4 separate regions of the Mus musculus genome follow, and regions 2, 3 and 4 are each linked to region 1. Evidence: chromatin contacts called from public ChIA-PET and HiChIP or PLAC-seq data. All regions are on one chromosome and are shown on one strand. The core of a region is the stretch at or near the end of the contact, and the rest is flanking DNA. Distances in the headings are between cores, read along the strand shown. Region 1 overlaps Babam2 (BRISC and BRCA1 A complex member 2). Region 2 overlaps Babam2 (BRISC and BRCA1 A complex member 2). Region 3 overlaps Babam2 (BRISC and BRCA1 A complex member 2). Region 4 overlaps Babam2 (BRISC and BRCA1 A complex member 2).

Evidence for each region. HiChIP or PLAC-seq counts read pairs in DNA pulled down with a chosen protein or histone mark. ChIA-PET counts read pairs in DNA pulled down with a chosen protein or histone mark.
Region 2: an RNA polymerase II ChIA-PET map of memory CD8 T cells shows a contact between it and region 1, with 190 read pairs. The contact joins two enhancer-like sites. A contact is called at or near these places in 1 of 15 datasets of contacts at CTCF or cohesin (the NIH/3T3 cell line), 6 of 484 Hi-C or Micro-C datasets (B cells, CD4 T cells, bone marrow-derived macrophages and 3 more) and 4 of 115 datasets of contacts at active chromatin or transcription factors (CD8 T cells, bone marrow-derived dendritic cells, cardiomyocytes and 1 more).
Region 3: a CTCF HiChIP or PLAC-seq map of CD8 T cells shows a contact between it and region 1, with 5 read pairs. The contact joins two enhancer-like sites. A contact is called at or near these places in 2 of 39 promoter capture datasets (both in liver), 1 of 15 datasets of contacts at CTCF or cohesin (CD8 T cells), 2 of 115 datasets of contacts at active chromatin or transcription factors (CD8 T cells and cardiomyocytes) and 1 of 9 other capture datasets (embryonic stem cells).
Region 4: a BATF HiChIP or PLAC-seq map of CD8 T cells shows a contact between it and region 1, with 10 read pairs. The contact joins two enhancer-like sites. A contact is called at or near these places in 1 of 15 datasets of contacts at CTCF or cohesin (the NIH/3T3 cell line), 3 of 115 datasets of contacts at active chromatin or transcription factors (CD8 T cells, effector CD8 T cells and memory CD8 T cells) and 1 of 9 other capture datasets (embryonic stem cells).

What each region holds. Positions count from the first base shown.
Region 1 is chr5:31,916,979-31,922,943 of GRCm38.p6, reverse strand. The region is part of intron 7 of Babam2 (BRISC and BRCA1 A complex member 2); the gene reads right to left. Among named protein-coding and RNA genes, the nearest start is that of Gm52770, 79 kb to the left of the region's middle. Within about 2 kb of position 4,198, at least 50 of the 459 cell types and tissues checked have an H3K27ac peak or open chromatin away from gene starts, as enhancers often do. A contact at or near this core is called in B cells, CD8 T cells, group 2 innate lymphoid cells and 1 more, where this site is marked.
Region 2 is chr5:31,829,588-31,836,313 of GRCm38.p6, reverse strand. Babam2 (BRISC and BRCA1 A complex member 2) reads right to left here. Exons shown (of 12, transcript NM_144541.1): 6 at 5,155-5,229. Among named protein-coding and RNA genes, the nearest start is that of Babam2, 130 kb to the right of the region's middle. Within about 2 kb of position 4,558, at least 38 of the 459 cell types and tissues checked have an H3K27ac peak or open chromatin away from gene starts, as enhancers often do. A contact at or near this core is called in B cells, CD8 T cells, group 2 innate lymphoid cells and 1 more, where this site is marked.
Region 3 is chr5:32,012,019-32,018,182 of GRCm38.p6, reverse strand. The region is part of intron 10 of Babam2 (BRISC and BRCA1 A complex member 2); the gene reads right to left. Among named protein-coding and RNA genes, the nearest start is that of Gm52770, 16 kb to the right of the region's middle. Within about 2 kb of position 4,307, at least 7 of the 459 cell types and tissues checked have an H3K27ac peak or open chromatin away from gene starts, as enhancers often do. A contact at or near this core is called in CD8 T cells, where this site is marked.
Region 4 is chr5:31,983,059-31,989,325 of GRCm38.p6, reverse strand. The region is part of intron 7 of Babam2 (BRISC and BRCA1 A complex member 2); the gene reads right to left. All of the region lies in intron 1 of Gm52770 (a long non-coding RNA gene), which reads left to right. Among named protein-coding and RNA genes, the nearest start is that of Gm52770, 13 kb to the left of the region's middle. Within about 2 kb of position 4,880, at least 107 of the 459 cell types and tissues checked have an H3K27ac peak or open chromatin away from gene starts, as enhancers often do. A contact at or near this core is called in CD8 T cells and memory CD8 T cells, where this site is marked.

The DNA of each region.
Region 1 (5,965 bases), core at 2,949-5,448:
CAGGGAAGGGGAAGAAGTCCTTGAATTTAAGGGGCTTCTTCCCCTCCTACAAAGGGTTAGAGGGGAGTTATTGAAGAACAGATCAAAGATAATGCTGAGGCTGCTGCACAGAAATGAGTAGTTCTACCCAAGCAAGTGCTTTGCACATGGCAAAAGTGACCCACAAGCCCTACTAGTCACAGAGTGCCAGTTTCAGGGCATCCAGGTCTATGGCCAAAGTCCTTCAGGAAACAGGGCTCTTGGCCCTAAACTGTTTAACCAAGTGAGTTACTAAGCTGCAGGTTCGTCTTCTGGTAAGGGTGCTATGTGCAAACTCCTAGAGCATCCATGTCTCAGGAGAACGTATCACCCTGAGTGCGTGATTTGGAGTGTTGTATACCATGCAAACCTCTCCATTCTCCAGGGAGAGTGCTCAGGGCTCAGTGCTCACGACAAAAATGATAAAAATCCATGTGGGAACTCCAGCTACCAAAATTGGGAGGCCTGGTGTCCCAAGAACCTGGCAACTTTCCTTTCTAAGAAATGGTTTGAACTCCATTTTCTTTTTGGGAAAAAGTCCAGAGGCTGATTAGGCAATTGATGCAAATAAATTGTAGTCTGTCAAAAAAAGGGACCAAACCCTGTTTATAATTATCTTTTTGTAAATGATACTTGTTTTCATGTTTGTTCTTAGTATTAGTAATTAGTTATAGCTCACTTTCAAAGAACTGCCGAGAAATGTGAATATGGAGCAGGTACACAAGCTGTTAATCTGAACGTGATCTTGAAAGAGAACGGAGTGGCTCAGTCCTGGATGCTGCCAGGACTAAGAAGTGACAGTGTCCCCCCTCATCACCACATGCTCAAGGCCAGTCCACTGTGGTTCCTGGGAGTCCGGAAAAGTAGAGAGTTCATAGATGTGAACCTTAGAATCAGGGCAGGCTGGAGTCCAATAGCCCCTGACATTTACTTGCACTGTAATTTACTTTGCCTGTCTGAACCACAGCCTCTTCACTTGTAAAATATAGAAGTATGTCACCTACTTCAGATGGGTCTTCGAAAGCATGAAATGAGATCACATATGCAAAACATCTAGAACACTGGCTTACATATCCTCAAAGAAATCTGTTCCCTTTGTCCCTCTTCTACTGCTAACATTTTAGACAAGTAACGAGCCTCCCCATCTATAATAGCAGATAATAGATGCTTTGGATGAAAAGATACTATATAAAACAAAATATGATTATTAACCACCATGGTAAATACCTGAAGGCATTCATTCACTTCATAAAATATGTAAAGGTACTAATTCACTAATAAATGGGCTACAGCAGGGGCTTGTTGTGAGGTGCCAATTTGGTGAGGAGAGAGATGTGCCATGGTCATTGTGTCTGGAACTCTGACAGAAACAGCCAGAAGAGAAAGGCTCGGCCTCTCCTAGATGAATTTATCATTGAATTTAGAATATAAAGAGAGCCAACAACACCCATCAAGAAATAAGAGAAGTAAGAGGAACGGCAACAGCCATGCATGTGGGATAGTGCATGGAGAAACCAGGAGAAGTCTGTCTTGAGAAGCCTCGCTCTCTCTCCAGGTCTTTGGGGAAAGCAATGAGGGTAGGCAAAGCCTTCAAGAATACCTGCACATTAATTTTTACACTGGAGACAGGGATGCCAAAGCCTACATTATCCAGCTTGCAAAGACAATAACTGAGCAGGCACTCTGTAAATAAAATACCAAGTACTATACAAAGGTAAAGTAAAATTATTGGCACTAAGCTGCATACAAAGATAGGAAATAACAGGCTGCAATAAGGAAGTCCTGGGGTGATAAGACAGGAGGAGGGAAACTATGACTCTTATTGAAGACATTAAGTGAGTGATCCAAGGATAAACACAAGAGCTGAGAACCACGCAGCTGGTGTTCAGCATATCAACCATTCCCAGTATGCCACAGGAACAGGCAGGCTCTGGAAATAAACATGCACAGCAAACACTCCAGAAGTCCTAGCTTCATTTCAAAACAAAACCAACTGAATCACCACAATCATGGTGCAGCCACTTCTAGTTCTTGCCTTTACGGCAATGCAAGGAGCCAGCCTCGGGTTCCTTAGATTCTTCTTTCCTATGAGGGTGACACATTCAGTGCCAGGGAAAGGCCTTGCTAGTAATCCTGGGTGACATGAGGTACAGAGACTGTAGAGAGCCAATCACTTGTTGCAGAGAGACTTGGAAAACAAGGCATAAGGAGAGGCCACATCATCTGTCCGACACTTACCCAGCGCAAGTTCCCCTGACTTTGAGATGTGAGTGAGTACCAAAAATCATAAGGGAAAGAGGGCAGCTCTATGCTGCTGCTGTAATAACTCAGCAGTGAGCAACAGTCTGGCTATTGATTGTACTGCCTTTCTACTTTATACAAGAAAGATCTGATCCCACTTTGGAGGCCTCCTGTTAAACAGACTTGTGCTGTGTGAACTGAGTGGTCTACTCTGCCATAGCTGGATCATGGTTGCCTCATCCTCTAACAAGATGTGCTGACTGGTAGCCAACAAGAAGAAAAAAGAGGACTGGATTCTGTCTCTCAAAAGGTAATCAAGTAGGCACTCTGGCTTGATGGACTCCTTCAGTATATCTGGTTTCCTTGGTAACATAACTATGCACTAAATGGTTTCCATGGCAAAACATGTTCCAGAGTCCAAATAAGAAGCCTACACATACAATTTGGAATTTACCTTATTAGTGGAGAGGCTTTTTTACACTTGAAGAAAATTAGTAAGCTTAAAAACAGGCTTGGTAAACAGATACCCCTGGGGAGCCTATTCAAGAGGGACCATGTCAGACAGGAGACTGGGAAGGAGAAAGGCAAATCTGGAACTGCCAACATAAGCTCATGTTATAGGTTCCACACACAGCCCTCCAAGGCGAAAAATCTCACCCTGAAAGTAACGGGCCAGCCAACCAGAGTAAGCTTAGGGTGTTTCTAGGATCACCCTAGAAATCTCTTCTATAAATAGAAATAAGCTTGTTAAATAACCTAAAAAGGTAGCCACTTTCCCACTGGAACTAAAACAAAACAAAAACGATTACTTATATTTTCCTCAAGTGAGGTGACAGGAGCCATTGATGGGACATCTAAAACTGTACTGGACATTTAGCAGACAAGGGTAAGTGATGTGAAGGGTCCTGCACTACATAACAGAACCACAAGCCAAAGTGAGCACAGTATCCATGTTGAGAAATGCAACGTACTGCCACGAAAACTTCCCAATGGGACTAAGTTTAAAATGTTAACATGTTTCTTTTTGTTTGTATTCCTTTAAAAATAATAATTCAGGGGGAGAAGCAAAAAACCTAAATATTTTAACCACCTTAAATGCGAACATGACTATGGTGGTTTGTATATTCTTGGACCAGGAAGTGGCACCATTTGGAGGTGTGGCCTTGTTGGAATAGGTGTGACCTTGTTGGAGTAGGTGTGTCACTGTGGGCATGGGCTTAAGACTCTGACCCTAGTTGCCTGGAAGTCAGTCTTCCACTAGCAGCCTTTGTATGAAGACGTAGAACTCTCAGCTCTGCCTGTGCCTTGCCTGCCTGGATGCTGCCATGCTCCCACCTTGATGATAATGGACTGAACCTCTGATCCTGTAAGCCAGCACCAATTAAATGATGTTTTTTTTTTTTTTTAATAAGACTTGACTTGGTCATGGTGTCTGTTCACAGCAGTAAAACCCTAAGACAATGACATAAAGTTTTAAAAACGACTTGTCAAAATGAGAACAGCTTCCATTTCTGGGGTAGGTAGGCACTCTCAGCACTGAGCTACACTTCTGGCACCAACAACTCTCTAAGATAGAAGAGAGTTTCAAAGGCTGCCATGAGTACAGGCTCTCCACTTATTTCCCAAAGACTGAGAATGTGGGTAAAGGTAAATTGGGCTTTGTGGCTATTGATCTTCAAGACAAAATCTTTCAAAATAAGTTGCTGATAATGCTATCAAAGGGAGCTTTAAAATGTAAACATGAAAACCCCCAAACAAACAAAACAAATAAACAGAAAACAGAGACCTGACTTGGAAACTTGACCTTCAGCAGCAGTAATGAAAAGTAACAAAATGATGACGGCTAAAACCAAGAAACACACTTTCAAATGACAGCACTTGGTAAGTTGCGGCTTCCTCTTGAGAGCAGAGGAGGGCAGGAAGTGGGCAGACAGACAGGCACCTCTGAGCACTGAGGGCCTGGAGCTAGGGGAGTTGGATACATGATAACCAGGCAGTGCTGCGGGTGCAAGGCTTTCTTTAATTTTGAATTGCTGTGAATTGTGTAGGGGCGGTAGCCTTTACTCATGAAAAGTGCAAAGCTTGAGTGTAGGGTTTGTGAAACCTGAGCCTAGATAAAAATAGGCCCTGAGGGCTTCCTAAAGATTGATGATCATAGACTGATATTCCGTGGAAGGTGTTCCTGCCACTGCCCCATGCTTTCTACTGTCCTCACGCAAAGCAAGTCCTATACTGCTGATTCTCCAGCCTGGCAGTTGCTACTGATGTCCAGTGTGTAGAAGCCAAGGATGCAACTGACTTTCAAGTAGTAGAAGAGAAAACCCTTCCTCCCAAATAAAACTAGGGATTCAACCCAAACAGCCAACGGTGCAGAGGTTGGGGACTAGGTAGAGACTAAGGCACTGAAACGTCACAGTTACCGAATGCTCACTAGCCTCACAAGGTATCACCTATTAGCACAGTAGAATGGGGATTCTTTCAAACAGTAGGGCAGTCAGTATGATTCTAAATGGATAGTAAATTAGTTCCAATCTGATTTTTACTTCTTAAATTGCACTTTTCGCTCTTTGAAAGTTCCATACATTTTTACACTATATATTGCTCATACCCACTCAGCACATCTATCCCCCAGCTCCCCCTACGGCATCCCACCAGCTTCTTGTCTCTTCTTCTTGTTTCATTAATTGTAATGTCACATTTAAAATGCCTAGGCCCACCTTGGAAAACACTTAACTATTACCACTAAGGCCAAGGAGATCCCTTGGCCCAGGTCAGCATTGCTAGAGTCTAACTGTCCAGATATCAATAGTACTGACCACCACTTGCCAGGCACAGCTCAAGGTTGCTGTCAGAACTGAATGGATGACTCCTCAAGCTCCACAACTTCTAGATCAACAATCGAAGCTGCAGAACTGCTTTAAGAAGTAGCATTTGTGTATCTTTTAAACTCAGTGTAAACTATTCAAACTCACCATAAGAGCACTTAAAGTATGAAACAGAGGAACTCATTAGTGCTATCAAGCGCAGACACACACATGTGTAGCCACACACACGAAGGTACACACACATGCATACCTATTCCTCTGCTCAAATATAACATAGTCTTCATATTGGCATTATTGTTTACTATTGTAGTACTTTAGTAAATTTTTAGTTCACTGTAGAATACAGACTACAGTCCTCATGTATTTTTTTGACTTTTAAATGCATTTAGTTTAAACAATTGCAAATCCAAGCCCTCTAGTTTACTCCTCCCCCTTCCACGTCCTCCTTGGGTCTGGCAGTCACCATTTTACTATTGAAATCTCTATTTCTATATGTTCATCCTTTAAAGAAAGATTCCACACAGATGTGCGATTATAAAGTAGCTTTCTCCTTGTGTTTGGCTTATGTGGCTTAGCAGAATAATCTCTAGGTTTATCTATGTTGTTGCAAAATGGCAGTACCTCTGTTCTTACAGCTGGATAATCTCTGCCCCCTCTGTGAGGGAGAGAGAGAGAGAGTAGAGTGGGGAGAGAGGAATGCCATAATTCATCTGTCAATTGCGGACACCACCTAGGCATGCAGACTGGAACAGTTGTCTCCAGCACCTTTGTTCCTTACAAACTGATTTCTGCTTTTACAGGAGAAGTCTGAGGGTGGTGAGATGCTCCAGTGGGTCAAGACACTTTCCACCAAGCCTGACAACCCGGGTTTGATCTCCAAG
Region 2 (6,726 bases), core at 3,309-5,808, 87 kb after region 1:
AAGCTGCTCCTGTAACAATCAGACAGTGGCAGCAATAGGGAGGCTTCGATACTGCCTCTCGGTTAGTGAGCTGCCTGAACCACTGTATGCTAGGACATTCACTGCAACTCTCTGCCTGCCTTAGCTTCCTAAACATATCTTGATAGGCTCACCTTCATGCCTGCTTTCTGACTCTACTTGGCAGAGTGAGCTGTGTTTTTCCCTGTGCATCCTGATAGATTAGACAGCCACAGTGGGTGGCTTTAGAAGGAAGATGACCACTTTGTCTCCTGACAGGTGAATGATTTGGCTTTCTCGCCTGCAGTTCATTTTCATAGTATCAGGACTCAGATTCCACAGGGGAACAAAATTTCAGCAAGCATTCCATTGGGATGAATAATCTCACTGTATCACATAAAATGAAGCCAGTAAGATTACTGCAGAAACCAGAGGTCTGCATACTTCACAGTAAATCGGTTTTGGCTCTGCTTCAGGCCTGGCTTGACCATATCCTGTGGAGAGACACTCCACAACTATGTAGACTGCATGACATTTTCTTATCCAAAGAAAAGGGCTGCTGATATTTTTTGCAAGGTTATGTTTATCATATGCACTATAAGCTGGCTAGGTTTATGTCAACTTGATACAAGCTAGAATTATCAAAGAGGAAAGAGTCTCAACTGAAAAAAAGTTTCCAGAAGATTGGGCTGAAGACAAGCCTGTGAGGCATTTTCTTAAATAGTGATTGGTTGGAGAGGTCCCAGCCCATTGTGGGTTGTGCCCTTGCTGGGTTGATGGTCCTGGGTTCCAAAACAAAAGCAGGCTGAGAAAGCCATGACAAGCAAGCCAGCAATCAGAAACCTCCATGGCCTAGGCATCATGGTTCCTGTCCTGCAGGTTCCTGTCCTGTTTGAGTTCCAACCTTGGCTTCCCTCAACTATGTATGTATGATTTAATATACATAACTCAAATAAGCACTTTCCTTCCTAAGTTGCTTTTGATAGTGGTGTTTCATCATAGCAATAGTAACTAAGACACACTACCAGCAGGAAATAATTGCTACTTAGGCCTACAGTCCAGTGACAATTGAGTTTCCTAGGATATTATGAAAGAGATTCCCACCAATAGGAGTTTGACTACAGTCTGTATAAAGATACAGTCTGCTAAGAGAACACAAATGCCAGCCCAGGTTACTATAACCAGCAAAACTCTCAATCATCATAGATGGAGAAACCAAAATATTCTATATCAAAACCACATTTAGATAATATGTATCTATTAATCTAGCCCTACAAAGGATTCTAGAAAGAAAACGCCAACACAAGGAGGGTATCTACATCAAAGGGAGAAAAAAAACAAGAAATTAAATCATCTCACAACAAACCCAAAAGGAGAGAATCACACACACATAATACCACCCCCAAAAAATATAACAGGAAGTAATAATCACCTGGTTCTAATATCTCTCAACATTAACGGACTCAATTCCCCAAAAAACAGACAGAAGATAACAAACTGGATATGTAAACAGGATCCAGCAATTTGCTGCATGCAAGAAACACACCTCAATGACAAAGACAGACATTACCTCAGAGTAAAAGGCTGAAAAAAAGTTTTCCAAGCAAACTGCACTTCATATTCATCAAAGGAAAAATTCACCAAGAAAAAGTCTCAATTCTGAACATTTATGCCCCAAATGGAAGGGCACCCACATTCATAAAAGAAACTTTACTAAAGCTCAAACCACACATTGAACTTCACACAATAATAGTGGGAGACTTCAATACCCCACTCTCACCAATAGATAGGTCACTGAAACAGAAACTAAACAGACACACTAAAACTAATAGAGGTTATAAACCAAGTGGATTTAACAAATATCTACAGAACAATTCACCCTAAAACAAAAGGATATACCTTCTTCTCAGCACCTTATGGCATCTTCTCCAAAATTGACCATATAATTGGTCACAAAACAGGCCTCAACAGATACAATAAGTTTGAAATAACCCCATTCATTCTATCAGATTACCACGGACTAAGGCTAGACTTCAAAAGTAACAAAATCAACAGAAAGTTCACATACCCATGGAAACTGAACAACTCCCTACTCAATAATAACTTGGTCAGGAAAAAAATAAAGAAAGAAATTAAAGACTTTCTAGAATTTAATGAACACAAAGAAACAGCATAGCCAAACTTATGGGACACAATGAAAGCAGTGCTAAGAGGAAAACTCATTGAACTAAGTGCACTCATAAAAAAATTGGGCCGGGCGGCGCACGCCTTTAATCCCAGCACTTGGGAAGCAGAGGCAGGCGGATTTCTGAGTTCCAGGCCAGCCTGGTCTACAGAGTGAGTTCCAGGATAGCCAGAGCTACACAGAGAAACCGTGTCTCGAAAAACCAAAAAAAAAAAAAAAGAAAGAAATTGGAGAGATCCTACACTAGCAACTTAAAAGCACACCTGAAAGTTCTAGAATAAAAAGAAGCAAACACAACCAAGAGGAGTAGATGGCAGGAAATAATCAAACTCAGGCCAGAAATCAACCAATTGGAAACAAAGAAAATGATTAAAAAAAAAAAATCAACAAAAACAAAAAAGCTGGCTCTTTGAGAAAATCAACAAGCTAGATAAACCCTTAGCCTGTGTATCTTGGATACACAGAAACAGTATCCAAATTAACAAAATCAGAAATGAAAATGCCTGGCCTGTCCTCAGTGGGAGAAGATGTGCCTAATCCTGGAGAGACTTGAGGCCCAGGGAGGCAGGAGGTTTGGTGTGGGGAAGCATCCTCTTGGAGACAGGAGAGAGGAGGAATTTGAATACTTCATATTGAATTAATGAAAAAATTTAGTAGGAAAATTAGAATCTTTTCTTTCATTACAAAGTGTAGGTTTTAGGAAAACAATAGGAAAAAGACGATGCACTTTTAGTATTATATTGTTAGGGTTAGTATTTCACACAAAACAAATAGTAAAAATAAGACTGTAGAGCCAGTTTTCACTCTAACAAATTTAAGAGCAGTATCTTCTAATGATTGACTCTTTCTTACAAGAAAGAGACAAGTCATACCTGACTATCTTTGTGGGACTGGTTCCATGACTCCACATGGATGCCAAAATCTGCCTGAGAATTAGGTTTTTGACATAAAATGATAGAGTATTTTGCCTATTATATATGTGCATCCTCCCGTAGACTTCAAATATCTAGTCTTACAAATAACTGCTAAACCATATTATGGAGTAATTATAACCCTCCTCCAACAAAGAACCTGTACACACTCAGTAGACGTCCATTTTTTTCCAAATATTTCATCTTTGTTTGGCTAAATTCATGGATTCAGACACAGAGCCTGTCACTACATGGTCAGATGTATATAATTACAAAATAATCTTTCTTTGTTGAAATACTATGATGAATAATCACACTTCAATGATTAGTGGCCTCTCTACTGTCCTATGGACCACAATTTCTCCCTACAAGCACATCAAATAGGGTAGAGAACTGAGCCTGAAAGAAACAGACTTGGAAGGTCAATCCACACGAACTGAAACCTGTGAAAGGGCGGGCTAGTGTGCTGCTGTGCAGACAGACTCCAGAAGCAGAGTGCATTTTTCCCTTTACTTTACCTGAGTTTGTGTTCAATTTCTAGCGCTTGAAAATAAAGAGTAGCAGCTAGAAAACTGTTTTTCTACTGATTGAGTTTTTACTTGAGTAATTCATTTATCTAAGCCCTTGACTTAGCTCAACCAAAGTAAAATTCAGGGTTTTAAGTTAGATATTATCATGTTAAGAGCCATTTCCACTTACAATAAAAAGTGAAATCATATCATAGAATATTTATTAAATCACACATCCTAACATCAAAAACTCCATTAGTAAGTGTATTTGTTATCATTGGTAATATGAACTTAAGAGTAGATGGTGAGTTACCTTCCATAATGCAATGAGGCTCACTGCTGCAAATCAGCAGGCTGTCTTATGCTATCTCAGTGCTCACAAGTTCTGCTTCACCAGCTAATTATTGGGCAAAGTGAGGCAACCTGCTATCATCATGACAAAGCATATGCTAACCCCAGGAGCTCAAAGAGTTAACTTTATTTGTATTCCAACAGAAACAGTTGCAGACCTAAGAATTAGGTGTTAGAACATCCAAATATAAGCAGCATGCCAAGGAGTTCCCAATGCAAATGCTCTTCAAAGAGCACAGCAAGTTTCTAGCCATTACTAGAGTCTGGCTGATATTACTAATTTCTTTTCCCTCAGCAGTTAAAATCCAATCAGTTCTGGAACAACATCAAATTAAGAAGGCAAAAATTTCAGCCTGGCAGTGGTGGTACATGCCTTTAATTCTAAAACTTGGGAGGCAGAGACAGGTGGATATCAGAGTTCCTGGCCAGCTAGGTCTACAAATTGAGTTCTAGGACAGCCAGGGCTACACAGAAAAGAAACCACAAAACAATACGGCAGAGACATTTAAAGATTAGACTGAAACTAAAGAAGGACAGGCTGAAAGAACTGAGGGCAGCCTGCCAAGTCTTAAATCCTCACCTGAGTAGGCTGGGCCTCTGCCTTAGCATTTCCTTTTCAGAACTTGCTCTCTGATCTATGTGGTTTCTTTCACTAGCCACAAGTAGTCTTTTGAAGACTACCTCTTCTCTATGGAGCATGTAAGGAACTCTTTCAAATAGCTGTTCCCTGGGCCTCTATCTCACTTTAACAAATGCTATATATACTGTTCTAATTAGTTTAATGAATCTCTGAGATAGCCCAACTTTGAAGGTACCTGAGTTCAGTTGCTGACATAAAGAAGTTGAAATGCCTTTTAAGCATTTTTAATATGTAGAATGCCTTGGACAAAATCTATGAGTCTTCCATCCCAGTAAGATTACTAAATCAAACTGATTTTCCCAAGTGTAATTTATTTACACTACTAATGTATAATCACCTTGAACAAAAACCTCACGCCTAAACAACTTTTAAGGTTAGTACAGTAGCTGAAGAAAACAATTCCAACGGATTTTCCTGCACTAAGCATCTTATTAGAATTCACTATCTGGAACAAAATAAGAAGAAACAAGGCATACAAATATTGAGCTAAACGATCACAGTATTCGTATTCTCTTATTTTATTCTGATTTGCATTCTCTTATTGATAATACATAGTTTTACCTTGAGAAGGTATGTGGGAATGTTGCTGAAATCTACTGGTAACTTCAATAGAAAACGAGCTGAAAATTCACCAGTCTGTAAGGAGAAAAAAGGATTAAAATATACAACAGATTGATAAGTAACAATTATGTCCAAGAAAAAATTCAATATACAGACAACTCCTATTAGGGTTTCCTAACACAAGACAGAAAAATAAGGTTGGAAAGTAGGATAGAATTAAAAAGAATCCTTAAACTATTAAAGGGGCACAGTTTTAATGAAAGAACTCTTCATTTTAATGCATGAAAACATTTTAAAGTAGTATTGGGTTTTTAAAAAAAATGAAAAGAATACATGAATGGATATTATTTCTCAAAAAAAAAAAACTGAAATAGGAAGAGACCACCTTGCCCCTGAGACTTATCTGCTTTCCTAAGCATTCATACCATCGTCCTGACTCTGTAACTTACCACCATGTATGCTGACATCCATTACAGGATGTGTGCAAGTCCATACAAAGACCAAACTTCCTCTAACGTGGAGCAATACATCAATATAAACCCAGGAAAGTTTCTAATCTCTTGAAAGTTCACAAATATTATCAATTAATATTTTCAGTAATTAGAAATTTAAAACACTTAAGCTATAAATAATAACTCCAGTTAATTGCTTTGTGTATGTGTGTATATGTGCATGAGTATGAATGTGTGTTTATGTGTGAGTGTGTGTGTGTGTGTGTGTGAATGTGTATGTATGTTTATGTGTGAGTGTGTGAGTGTGTGTGTGTGTGTGTGTGTGTGTGTGTGTGTGTGAGAGAGAGAGAGAGAGAGAGAGAGAGAGAGAGAGGGTGTTTTACCAGGGAACATACTCAGGGCTTCATGCACTCAAGGTAAGCACTGTTTCTAAGCAAACTATTCAGTGATCTCAGGATTCCAAGGCCTCTATGCAAGCAAAGGCAACAAAGCTATGTGAGACCCGGAGTCTCCCACCCTCTCTCACTGCAAGCATTTAGCGTGGCTTGAAATTTTGACACAGTGAACTCCAATATGACATGTTTGATAAAAAAAATATGCTAAAACTACTTCCAATAATGGTTCTTTCACTAGCCTGCCCACTTGGCCTAGAGACACATACTAGCTAACATATGACTTGTCTCTCATCAGAGGCACTTCTATTTGTAATAGATGGTAAGTACCAAAGAGACCCACAACTGGTCAAGGTACAGAGATTCAAAGATTATAGAACACCCATCCCTAAATCAGACACCTATATTGTAACTTCCCTTCTCCTAGGGTTCATGGATCATTGCAGAAAGGGAGATAGAAAGAGTGTGACAACCTGAGGTTGTATCTTCTGGACACAGCAAAGCAGCTGCACAGAGGAACTCACAGCAGCTGTGACAGCATGCATAAGGCCTGTGCCATCTAAAGCCAGATGAACCCCAGCATAGAGAGAGGGGCTGGGCATGGGTTCCCACATTTAGTCAAGGAACTGTCTACAAGTAACAGCTGCTGGGAGATATACTGGGAAGGAAAGTATAGCTCCCATAAGTCACTGCCTTTCACAGAAGGCCACACGTCCAAGGACACAGGA
Region 3 (6,164 bases), core at 3,058-5,557, 95 kb before region 1:
AAAAAAAAAAGCTTTACTATTAAAAGATTTCTTTAACTAGTCTCTCCCCTTTCACCCTCTAGTAAAGACAGCTCTGGTTAGATTCAATTATTGTTTGCCAGGACTATCTTCCCATGTGTGTGCCATTCCATTCCAAACCGTCTTCTACAATACCAGAGGAATGTAACTGTAAAAAGCAAACATACTCTGCTTGCTTTCCTACCCAGCCCTCTTTCTTCCTATCCTTGGGATAAGGTCAAGCATTATCAGCCTGGTATGCAGAACTGTCTGTGTTCTGGCCTCTGGTGACCTTTCCAATGGAATCTCTCACCACTCCCCGGGATCCACCAGACACTTGAGAAATTGGAGTCATTTGCAGTTCTTCACAAACACTTGACCATTTCTTCTCTCAGGATCTTTGCTTGTGCTAATCTGTCTGCCTAAAGTGCTCTTCCAGCCCTCCTGCTTTAGTAAGTTGGGTGTCCTACCCCGTGTTCCCATGATAGCTGGTGGATACCTAGCATTATACTTTAAAGAATGTTTCATTGTTAAGTTGTGTTTGTTTGGCTTTTGAGACTGAGTCTCATTGTACACTTGTGATCCTAGCCCCTGAGCCTCCCAAGTGTGGGCATTACAGGTATGCACTATCATGTCTGTATGGTTTATATGTTCATTTGCCCCAAGAATGTGAGCCATTTCAGAGAAGATCCCAAGCATCCTGGCATCCCCATGGCTTAAAAATGCCTGAAGCACAAGAAGGTCAAATGACTGTGCAATGAGTAGACACCTTCGCAGGTCTACCTGGAGGCCACAGGGAAGAAGGAAGAAAGGGAGGGGTGGGGGAAGGCAAGGAAGGAGGAAGAAAAGGAGGCATAGAGCAAGGAAGAAGTAAGACAGCGTCTCTCCATCTATCTCAGTGCTGGATTTGAACTCGGGCCCTCATTCATAGTAGGCAGACACTCTGACTGATATTCCCAGCTCTCCATTTCTTGATAATATGATCATGTATCTAAAAATCCTAAGGAATCAACTAAAGCTCAACATAAAAGCAAAAATAACTGCCTTCTCTGAAAGCTCATGGTATTTAGAATATGCTAATCTGGAACTCACTATGTAGCCCAGGCTGACCTGAAACTCACATGGTCCACTAATATTTTTACAAAGATACTAAAGCAATTCAGTGGGGGAAATTGGGTCTTTTTGATCAATGTTTCTAGAATGAAAATTAAAAAAAAATATATACAAATCATGTCCCTCACTTCACACCATACATAAAGTTGAGGCAGAATACAGACCTGTATTCATGAATTAAAACTATGAACTTTCTACAAGGAAACAACTTAATTAGGGTGGGCTCTCTGCCTACCATGCTGCTACTGCTGCTCAAAGCTTGTCGAGGAGAAGTCTGGACTTCCAGTGATACCATCTCAAAAAAATTAATTTAATTTAGGAAAATTTGAATTGGATTAGGTGACTTAATTAAGCAGGATGCAAAAAAATGTTCTATAAAATTAAGAAGTGATAAAAAGAGACCTCATAAAAATTGTAAATGTAGTTTTTGGAAAGATGCAGTTAAACAAACAAACAAATAACAAATGGCTCTGTTAAAGTTTATAGAACACGTTACTGACAAATGGATCCCAGCCAAGTTTATAAAGAATTCTTAAGTCATAGATAGGGATAAGGCCCCATGGTATAGCATTTGCCCAACATGCTGGAGGCTCTGTGTTTGATTCCCAGGACAAGGGGAGGGGAGCTCAAAAACTGAAAAATGAGATAATAACATGCCAATTAAAAACAGAAAAAAGATTTCAACAGACCCTCCCATTTCCCACACACTCCCTCGGTGGTTAGCACACAGAGCACTCAGCAGCACTGCACATGAGGGATTGCATATTAAAAACCCCAGGACAGTCTCTCAGACCCCACTGTGGCTGCGATTAGAGACTGATGATAGCGAGAGCCGGAAGGCATGCGAAAGAACAGAAACCTCACGCTCTGTCGGGAAGACTGTAAAGAGTCACACTGCTTTACAGCATGGTGGTGGATGACTGAGTTAAACACACACTGGATGGGTGACTCAGCATTCCTACCCCACAGTTAACTAAGCAGAACTAAAAGCATTGTCAAAACAAAGATCTCCCTTAAATTACATCCAAGGAGCACTATTCGTAATCACCAGATACTGCAAAAAAACCAATATTCACTATCTGGGGTGGAATACTACTCAGTAACCAACAAGGACGCAACTCTAAAACACATAAGCCAACATGTACAGACCTCAAAACACACTATACAACAGAAAACAAGAAAAACATTATATCCGTGTGGTCCCACTATAAAGCAAATATTGTAAATTCTATAGTAGCAGAGCTGACAAATACATTCTGTAACTGCTAAAAATTCTATTCAAAGCTGACGTAAAGATTGAATGGCTCATAGTCTAAGTGAGGTAGCTAGTAACTCTCTGCAATGTCAGGTATTACATAGGGTAAGATCTTGCCTCTTTTAAGGGTGAATTGATACTCTTAACAGTTTCTTACCTCAGCAGATTTTCTTAACCATACTCTGAAAAGAAAAATAGAAGGTGATGTCCATAACTGAGGACCACCGCTTTTCTTTAGGGACACTTCCGAGATTCAGGGATCCTGTTTTGGATCCTGATCTGGACAAGCTAGCTGTAAAGACAATATGTCCGAGGGACTGGAGGGATGGCTCAGTGGTGGAGAGTGCTACTGATCTTCCACAGGATCTGGATTCAATTTTCAACACACGTCAGCAGCTTTACACTGTGTGTAACTCCAGACCCAGGGGATCCAGTACCCGTTGGACTCTGTGGTCACCTGCATGCATATAATGCACACAATCTCATGCACAAGAATAAACCTTGCAAAGAAGAAGGCATATCTGAGACCAACAGGGAAGCTTATAGGCAGACTGAGAATTACCTGACGTTAAAGAATTAGCTATAAGAATGTAGGATGCATTCCTTAGAAATCACCACTGTTAGAGATACACACAGATGCATACGGAAGTATTCATAGACGATACAAGAGATGTGGTTTACACTTGCTTCAAAATACTCCAGAGAATTCTAAAAGCAAATGACAAGGAGGTTTGGGAGAAGAGACAAGAGACAAAGCTGCAGTGCAGGTGTTGCACACACAAGGAGCCTGGGCGACTTCTGCTTTCACCTGTGCTTGTTACTTTCTCTATTGCTCGTGCACTGGGGCGTGATCTCACGTTCTTGCATGTGCTTGGCAAGTGTTCTACCATAAGCTATACAGACAGCTTACTTTTTACATTTTGAGATGGGACTCAGGTTGGTCTTGAATGTACATTGTACCGGATCCTTAGCATGGACTTGTGGGTCCTTCCAGCCTCAGACTCCTGATGTAGCTGGAATATAAGCTGGTACCACTAGGCCTTGCAGTGTTTTTTTATTTTAATTTTTGATTACATGCAATATTTGGAGGGGGCACACACGTAGAGGTCAGAGGAGAACTTTTGGGGTCAGTTCTGTCCTTTTACCATGTAGAGATCAAGTATAGGGGATTAGACTTAGTGGCAAAGAACCTTTTCATCTGCTGAGCCATCTTGCTGGCTCAATGCTCTTGTTTGTAAGGAGTCCTAGGTGCTCACAGTACGTCCACCACACAGAACTGCTTGCACCGTACTTAGCGAATAACCAATGGTGAGTGCGTAAAGGAGCACACACTTGGCCACAGTTCAACTCCTGCCCCTTGTCCTAGACCAGGGCCACTCCCACATCTGTATCACCTCCTGGGCCTGGGCGATTATGGGATCTTGCAGGTCCCTCTGAACTCTGTGTGATGAACCATTAGCCACATTCACTGTCTATGCTGAGTTTCGGACACTCAGTTGCTCATTAATTCTTTCATTAAACCATATAGTTTGTTCTTTCTATGGTCAGAGTGAATTTTTATCTCCAGCTTGTATATTTATGTTTCTCAGGAAGAGATCACAACTGCCACCACTAGGAATGTCACCTCTGGAGAAGTCCACTCACTCCTCAGAAGGGAGAGGTCATGTCTATTTGTGGGGCTTGACATTGACATTCTGCTCCTGATGTTGGGGCTTCCAGATTTGTCATGAAATTCTGAAGGAGTTTGAAAGTTGTCACACATACCTGGGGACATTACCAGTGGATTATCTGGAGCAGTGTCATAATGAAGCCATGGCTCAGTTCCGAGATTGAAGTCCTAGCTGTCACTGAATTTTACTGTGCCACAGTATGGTCTTTTGCTACACAGGGTAAAACTAGTAATGACTCATAGAAGGGTGCTAGGTGGATTAATAATCATGAGATAAACAAAGTACTGATCAGCGCATCTGGGGCACAGCATACCCAGAGTTTCTGTTATAGAGATGACTATTATTGTCAACAGCCACAGTTCTGCACCAAAGATTGCCTGTAAGTCATCAATGGTACCTTTTTAATGCTAACTATGCAAAAATCATTTCACTCAAGGAGATCAATACCATAAGTTATTGTGAATGTGGCTTTCTTTCTAAGCAGGAGGCCTACGTTGGTTACAACTTGTTAATTGGAAAGCAGCCTAGTACATTTTGGGGTCAAAAATGACTGAAACTTTTCAGGAACTCTGATCAGAAAAATTCACTTTCAAGATTACTTTACTCCACTAGTTACCATGAAGGAGAACTGTGCCACAGGTTCAAGGGGGCACAGAGAACACGAATCTACATTGACTGTAGGTCTGACTCACAGCCCCCTCCTCAAAAGACATCCCTTTGGTTCTCTAAAAAGGTGTTATTGAAGTCTAAGAATTCACAAGGGAATATTACCCAGGAAGGTTTGTGAATGAAATTTTCAACCTAGAGCCAGAAGTTGCAAATAGGCTTTTAGAAAGTGAACTCCAAAGAAGAAGGAAGTTTCAATTTGAGTCAAAGTAGTGATGGTGGTTGCTCGGGGCCAGAGCTCTGAGCTGGGAACCCGGGGAGGAAGGCATGTTGCATGTGTAGCTGAGAACTGCCTGTCTCCACCATTAGCTTCACACAAGTCCTGGGTTAAGACCAATCAAAATGTGTGAGTTAGTTAAAAGGCCCAGGAGTCCCATGATAACAAGGAGGCTTGTTTTCCCCTTCTGTTTTTCCACATATTTTAGCACTCTGAACAATAGAAGGAATAGACAGGTTTTATTTCTTGCTAATAATCAACTAGTTCCTGTTGCTCTCATAGTTATTAATATTACAAATGATTATATAAAACTAAGAATCTCTCACATGAGAAGTAAATATGCCAATCCTACATAAACATTGTGAAGTACAGCTCTGGTTTAAAACAATTTCTAATACATATCATTGTGGTTCCCACCCTCAGTCACTTTACCAAGTCTGATCTCTTCAAGTACATTCATTAATATACCTAAAAGTGGGATTTGGACCCAAAAAAGTAAGTCACTTTTGAGAAACATCACAGCTTGGGGGTTACTGAATTACCTGGCAGCCAACTTTTTTGTGCCTGCTAGATTATGCCATAGGGCACCCTGCTTCTGCAGCAAGGGCATACAGCACTGTGCTCAGGGCAGAGGCAGCTGAGAGGATGGCTTTACTCTTAGTGGTATTGACTGTGACCCCATCCAGGAACTCCCCTGGGCTGTACTAGGAAGCACGCAGCTGGACAAAAGCAGCCCAGATCGGGCCCTTGTAGCGATTACAGGCTTCTGGGCTTTACTTACACCTTCAAAAGCTCTCTTGATTTCTATATTATTGGCCTCATGTACAGAAAGGATTGTTCCAATAACTAGCAGAGTTAGTCTGAAGTTGTCAAGTTTCTCTGACTTCATAAATATTAAGTTCTGCTAGAGACTGAACCCTTTGAGAAACAATATTTATATCCTTAATATAAGCTTTGGAGCTACAAATGAGAAAAGAAAGAGATACACAGAAAAGACAGGTGATGAACGAGAGAGAGAGAGAGAGAGAGAGAGGAAGAAGGAGGAGGAGAGGGAAGAAGAAAGGAGAGGAGAGGAGAGGAGAGGAGAGGAGAGGAGAGGAGAGGAGAGGAGAGGAGAGAAGTTGGGAGGGGGAAGAGATCAGAACAAGATTCGTCATTCTTAGGACCCTATGAAGCCCACTACTCGCCTGACTCCTCCACGACAACTGCAGGGAAGTAGAGCTGCCCAAGTCTCATGAGAGGACAC
Region 4 (6,267 bases), core at 3,631-6,130, 66 kb before region 1:
ACTCTTTAGCAGTGTTCTCCTGTATTTCTTTAAGTGATTTATTAAAGTCCTTCTTGATGTCCTCTACCATCATCATGAGATATGCTTTTAAATCTAGGTCTAGGTTCTCAGGTGTGTTGGGGTTCCCTGGACTGGGCGAAGTGGGTGTGCTGGGTTCTGGTGATGGTGAGTGGTCTTGGTTCCTGTTAGTAAGATTCCTCCGTTTACCTTTCGCCATCTGGTAATCTCTGGAGTTAGTAGTTATAGTTGACTCTGTTTAGAGATTGTTCTTCTGGTGATTCTGTTACCGTCTATCAGCAGACCTGGGAGACAGATTCTCTCCTCTGAGTTTCAGTGCTCAGAGCACTCTCTGCTGGCAAGCTCTCTTACAGGGAAGGTGCGCAGATATCTTGTATTTGGACCTCCTCCTAAGCAGACTAAATTCCTAAGTTCCTTGGAGTCCCGGGACCAAGATGGCGACCGCTGCTGCTGTGGCTTAGGCCGCCTCCCCAGCCGGGTGGGCACCTGTCCTCCGGTCCGGAAGGTGGCCGGCTGTCCCCGGCCCACACAGGGTGCTGCCTCAGCGCCTCTGTGCTTCTGCCTGTTCCAGAAGCTGTCAGGTTCTCTGGCGCACCCTCTCACCTGTTCAGACTAATTTCCTAAGTTCGGCGGGTCTCGGACCAAGATGGTGACCGCTGCTGCTGTGGCTTAGGCCGCCTCCCCGGCAGATGTTTTCTTAGTGAGACAGAGACTGCTAGAAGATGCCTGGCCACTAGAGACCCAACAGGGGAAGTCTGGGAAAGTTTTTCCTTCTGCTGCAGCCCTAACTCTGGCCTATGACCTGTAGGTAATTTCACCACAATGTTTTTATATAAAACTACTTTCAAATACTACTGGTCAAGTATGAGTGAATTTACCATTATTTTAATATAAATGTACAAATCTCAATTGCCCCAGAGTGGGTTTAATGCTCTTCCACTGTGTGAGGCCAGGATCCTTTTCCTATGAATTACCTCTGAAACATTTTTATTGGAAAAAAAATCAATGTATTCAATAGTTACTCAAGCCCAATTCATCTTTCCAACTCCTCACGTCACAAAACCCCAGAGGTTTTAAGGTCATCCAAAGACAGATGCAGAGAATAAGAGGTAACTTTGTCTCAAAGGAGAGGTGTGTGCTTGCTTCCTGCTCAGTTGTGTTTTCCAAAGGCTCCTCCACAGGAATGGCGTGCACATGCACATGCACTGCCCACCCCTGTGCTCACTAGTGTGGAGTCACCTGGTGCCTGGCTTCCATAGAAAAGTGAAAACACACCAGAAAATGCGATTACCCCGGGCACTGCCACTCTTCACATACGAACTCATTTACACGCTGCTCCGGCTTGATTCCTCCCCTGGCTTTATGCAGTGGGTGAGGCTGAGACAGGGGCAGAGGAGCAGCCTGAGATGGCAAATGGAGAGAACCTACCGGAACTGGAAACAAAACTGGGTCTGCAAAGTGTCTCCACACTAGTAGTTTCTGTTTGCTTAAGAATAATCTAGGGAGCTTGTTAAATATTCACAAACCCAGGTCCTACCCTAGCGCAGGCCATGAATGCACTGGATCCAGCACGTCTGAGATGGGGTCTGGACACTGGCACTTTCCCAGCCCACTCAGGCGGGGCAGCACACACCTGCTGCTGCTTCTGTTCTTCACCCTGACCATGTACACAGTCACTGGGCACAGGCAGAGGATGGGTGAGCAAATCTGCCTCCCATCCCAGAAGCATCACAAGTGTCTCAAAGGAACTGCTTCAGGTCACACTGGATTACACAGTAAGTCTCAGACCAGCCCAAACCACATGATGAGACTCTGCCCTGCAAACCCAAACCAAAGCCAAAGCAAAACAAATACCACCAAAAACAAGGCAGGGGAGGCTCCAGAGGTGTCTTGGCAACTAAAAATACTTCCAGGTTTGGTTCCCAGAAGCCACATGGGACTGCGCACAACCATCTGTAATTCCAGTCCTAGAGGCACTTTCACCCTCTTCTCTTCTGCCCCCATGGGCAGCTGAATGAACATGGTCCACAAACATACTCCAGGGAACCAGACACATATATACCAAACAAACAAACAACCTAATTAACAAGGCACAATGATATATGAAAAGCTAGAAATTATTGTAGATGGAAGACCATGTGTCTTGGGCCATACATAATAGCCTTCTGTCCCACTGGGGGTGGGGGGAGAGACAGACAGAGAGAGAGAGACAAAGAGAGAGACAGAGAGACAGAGACAGACAGACAGTCAGACAGGCACACACAGAGATAGAAAGAGACAGAGACATAGAGGAGGGGGCAGGCATAACTCCTATTTCAGACTAGCCAGTCAGGCTGTACCTAGTTAGCAAGAAGCAAGAAAAACAATGATAGATCCAGATGCCTACACATGATAAATTAGAAACAAAATCTGAGGTTAAGAAAGACCATGTTTAAATACACACACACACACACACACACACACACACACACACACACGCACACACATACACATACACACAGCAAGAAAGATCCTAGAGATAAAGAACTCAGGCTTTTAGAATGAATACCAAGCAACCTTAATACTTAAGTACTTTTCCCTTTATACTGACAATTTCCAAATTTATAACTCTAGATCAGAGTTATACTATAGTCTGATATAGATAATATACTTCGAGCAAACTGTTCTCAGCAAAGCCTAATTTAGTAATAGCAACTCTTGCCTTTTAGTTCCTGAATGAAAAGCCTCAGCTACCCATCCTTGTCTCTCCTCTTACAGCCCAAGGAGCCATTCCCAACTTTCCAGCATCGCCCACCTGGCTCACTGCTAGTCTGGAACTGCCTCACTGTTTGCTTCCCAGGCACTCACTGAGGTCTCTGACAGAGGCTCTTTACCTCTGCTTGTTCTCTGTTCTGTCCTGCTTCTTCCTAAGGCCTGTACCTCTGACAGATACTCTGTTTGCTATGCTAATTTGTCACTGACTTTCCTGACTGTCATTTATTAGAAGGCAAACTCTTTCAGAATGGGGAACTTTGCTGAGTTTGTTTAGGTGTGTAACACCCAAAACAATAATGGCAAGCTGCATTCGGTTTCCAATAAATATCTGTAGTACAAATGGAATATCCTTAATCTGAAAAACTGAAATCCAAAATGCTGCAAAACTGGAAGCTTTATAAGTGCCAATTGATTTCCCAGTGGAAAATTCCATGCCCAATCTTACAGAATGGGTTACAGTTAAAACACAGGCATAGGACTGGGGAGATAGGTCAGGGGTTACAAGAGCTTGCTGGGCAAGTATGAAAACCCTAGTTCAAATCTCCAGCTCTCGTATAAAGACTAGGTATGGCCATACATGCCTGTGGCCCAAGTGCTGCAGGGGAAAGAGACAGGAGAACCATGGAAGCTTGCTGGCCACCAGTCTAGATCCAGGTAGAGTCAGAGACCCTGTTTCAAGAGATTAAGGCAGACTTTCTCTCCTGGTCTCTTATCATGCATAAATCATACATACACATAAGTGTATATGTAAGCACACACGCACATACACACACAAACACATCACACAGACACAAACCCATAGGTACATTAAAACTATTATATGAGATTAATTTCAGGCTCTGTGTATATGGTACATATGAAATATAAATAAATTTCCTGTTAGACTTGCATCCTATCTCAAATATAGACCTTTATGCATATGGAAATATTCTAAAATTTGAAAAACAAACCTGAAACACTCTAGTCCCAAACATTTCAGATAGAGGACACTCTACCTGTGTCAAATGACAATGTTGAACTTCCCAAATAAACATTCAAAGTCTATAAATGTCTGTATTCTTTTCCTCAAATAGTTACTATGGAAAGGAAGATTTTTAAGGGTGTTGGGGTTAGTAAACATTTTTGGTACAGTCAGTTAATAAATATTGCTCTTGCTGCTTTAGAAGATGTGTAAATGAATGTGCATGGCCATGCACCAACGCAACTTTATGACTACAGAAAATTGAATTCCATACAGTTTTTACAAGTTATGAAACATCATTCTTTAAATGCTTTTCTAACCAGAAAAATGCAAAGATTATTCAGAGCTGGTGGGCCACACGTTACCAGCCACTGGCTGGATCTGCCCAGTGCCTATAGCTTGTCTCTTGACTCAGAATGACTTGAGGGTTTTACAGAGGCTGGAAAAAAAAAAAAAAAAACCAAAACAGAAACATCCAGGAGGAAACACAGGCAAAAGCCTAAGATGAGGATGTTAGCAGAAACAAAAGCAGGCCCCTTTGTCAGGTGTCTTTGGTACCCCACTGGGGTAGTTAGTGTCATTCCTCTATCGACTTCTTTAGGCATTGGGTGAGGGGCACATCAGGCACTTCATGAACCGTGGGAGTTCTTACGATCGCATTAGATTGTAACTGTGCAAGAGCGAGCTATTTATATGATTCCGAACGAAGCTTGAGGCATATTCTGGTGTTTTTTACATCTATGTTAGGTGAAAAAGCTGCCTACAGAAGCCTGCCTCCCACCCAAAATACTAGCTGTTAGCTGCTGACTGATCCTCGGCAATATTAAGATGAATCATATATGCTCTTTTCTCAGTGCAAAAAGAGATAATTTTGAAACTCAAAAAATTTCACTTTGGGTAGTCACAAACCACACAGTAGAAAAGCTGTCCAGCCGTAAAGTTGTAAATAAATAGAACCCACTCCTGCGTGGACATCTTTTGCTTCTTTTAAACTGTGACGCTTTTTTAGGCCTCACCTCCTGCATGGTGTTGAAATGATAAAATGTTGCAAGCATGTTCCGTGCCTAGGCCGGAAGGCAGCCTTGGCTTCCCTTCTCTCTTCCCTGGCGCTCCACACCCTTGATCTACAGAACCCACACCCTTTCTCAGGCAGCTGCCTTTTCACCTACCCCAACCAGCCTGTGGCTTTCCTGGCTTGCCCTTGCTTGGTCTATAAGGTGCCAGCTGCTGGCAGAGCCTAGTCGTTTCCTATGACAGAAAAACTCTGTGTTTCTTTCTCCTTATTGTGTGGAGAAGCAGGTATTTTTGGCCTCAATTTCTAAGATCTGTTTTATTTCTCTTGTTACTAAGCAGGTCACTGCCACCCTCATTTTTTGCTGTGTCATCATTTTCCCACATTACCCTGTTTGGCACCGAGGGATGAACCACATCAAATGGAGGAATTGCAACCACACATTGCCTTGAGAAGGAAGCAAGGGAGACCTTAGGGTGTGTGTGTGTGTGTGTGTGTAATGACCATTTTGGGGGCTTGTTCTCCCATAATCAAATCCTGCCTATCTTAACAATGTGGTGGTGTGTCAAAGCATTGGAATTCTGCTTTACTCAGCAACCCAGAACTTTATAGGAAAATGAAGCAACAAAATGTTGGTCTTCCTGTTAACTTGTACTTAGCATGGGACTGTTTGTTTCCCTATGACATTCCAGTCAAATCTCCTAAGTTTCTGGAGCTCTGGGCTATCCACAGAGGCCCATGCAGTGTCCTGACATCCTTAGGCATGGTTCTTTTTTTACTTACTTATTGATGCCAGTGCCTAAACTCATTGGTTCATGTTTTTATTTAACAAACTATCACTTGTACTAAGTAGACAGTCTACCACTAAGCTAGATTCCCACTTTCTTCTAACCTGTCCCGAGAGAAACATCATGCATTAGAAGTGAAAGTCTTAAATCCAATAAACCAAAGAAGCAATTTGCTTGCAAACATTTTAGACACTGCTGGGGACCCAGATCAGTGGGAAGATACTTACCTAGCGAGTATGAACAAGTTTCTGGGTTCTTTAGGCTCTGTTAGGAAACCAAGCTAACCCAAAATGGCTCCATCTATGTTGCTAGCAGCAGTGCAGGTCTGGCTCTGGGACCCTTACAACATGTGAGAATCTGTAGTTAACACAGATGGGCCTGTATCAACTGACGTTTTGCCAGCTAACTAAAAACATGTGCCCAACAAGTAAAGCATCCGGGCACTAACGTAAGATGCCACAATCCCAACTGGGACGTTGAGAAGTCACATTTGATATCTTTAGGATACTGTGCTAGGGCTGATGTTTAATGACAGCTGGCTCGTGCTCATCAGCATGGAAAACAGCACTTAGAGGCGGAGCACGTGCAGTGATTTGATCTTTGTGACTAACATGGGCAATTAAGCAGTTCATAAAATGAATGTCGGTATTTTTGCTGTTGTTTTGGTTTGGCGTGCATGCAGTTTTGGCTAATGTTGGAATTAGCCTTTCTTGAACATCATCTGTAGAATGTGT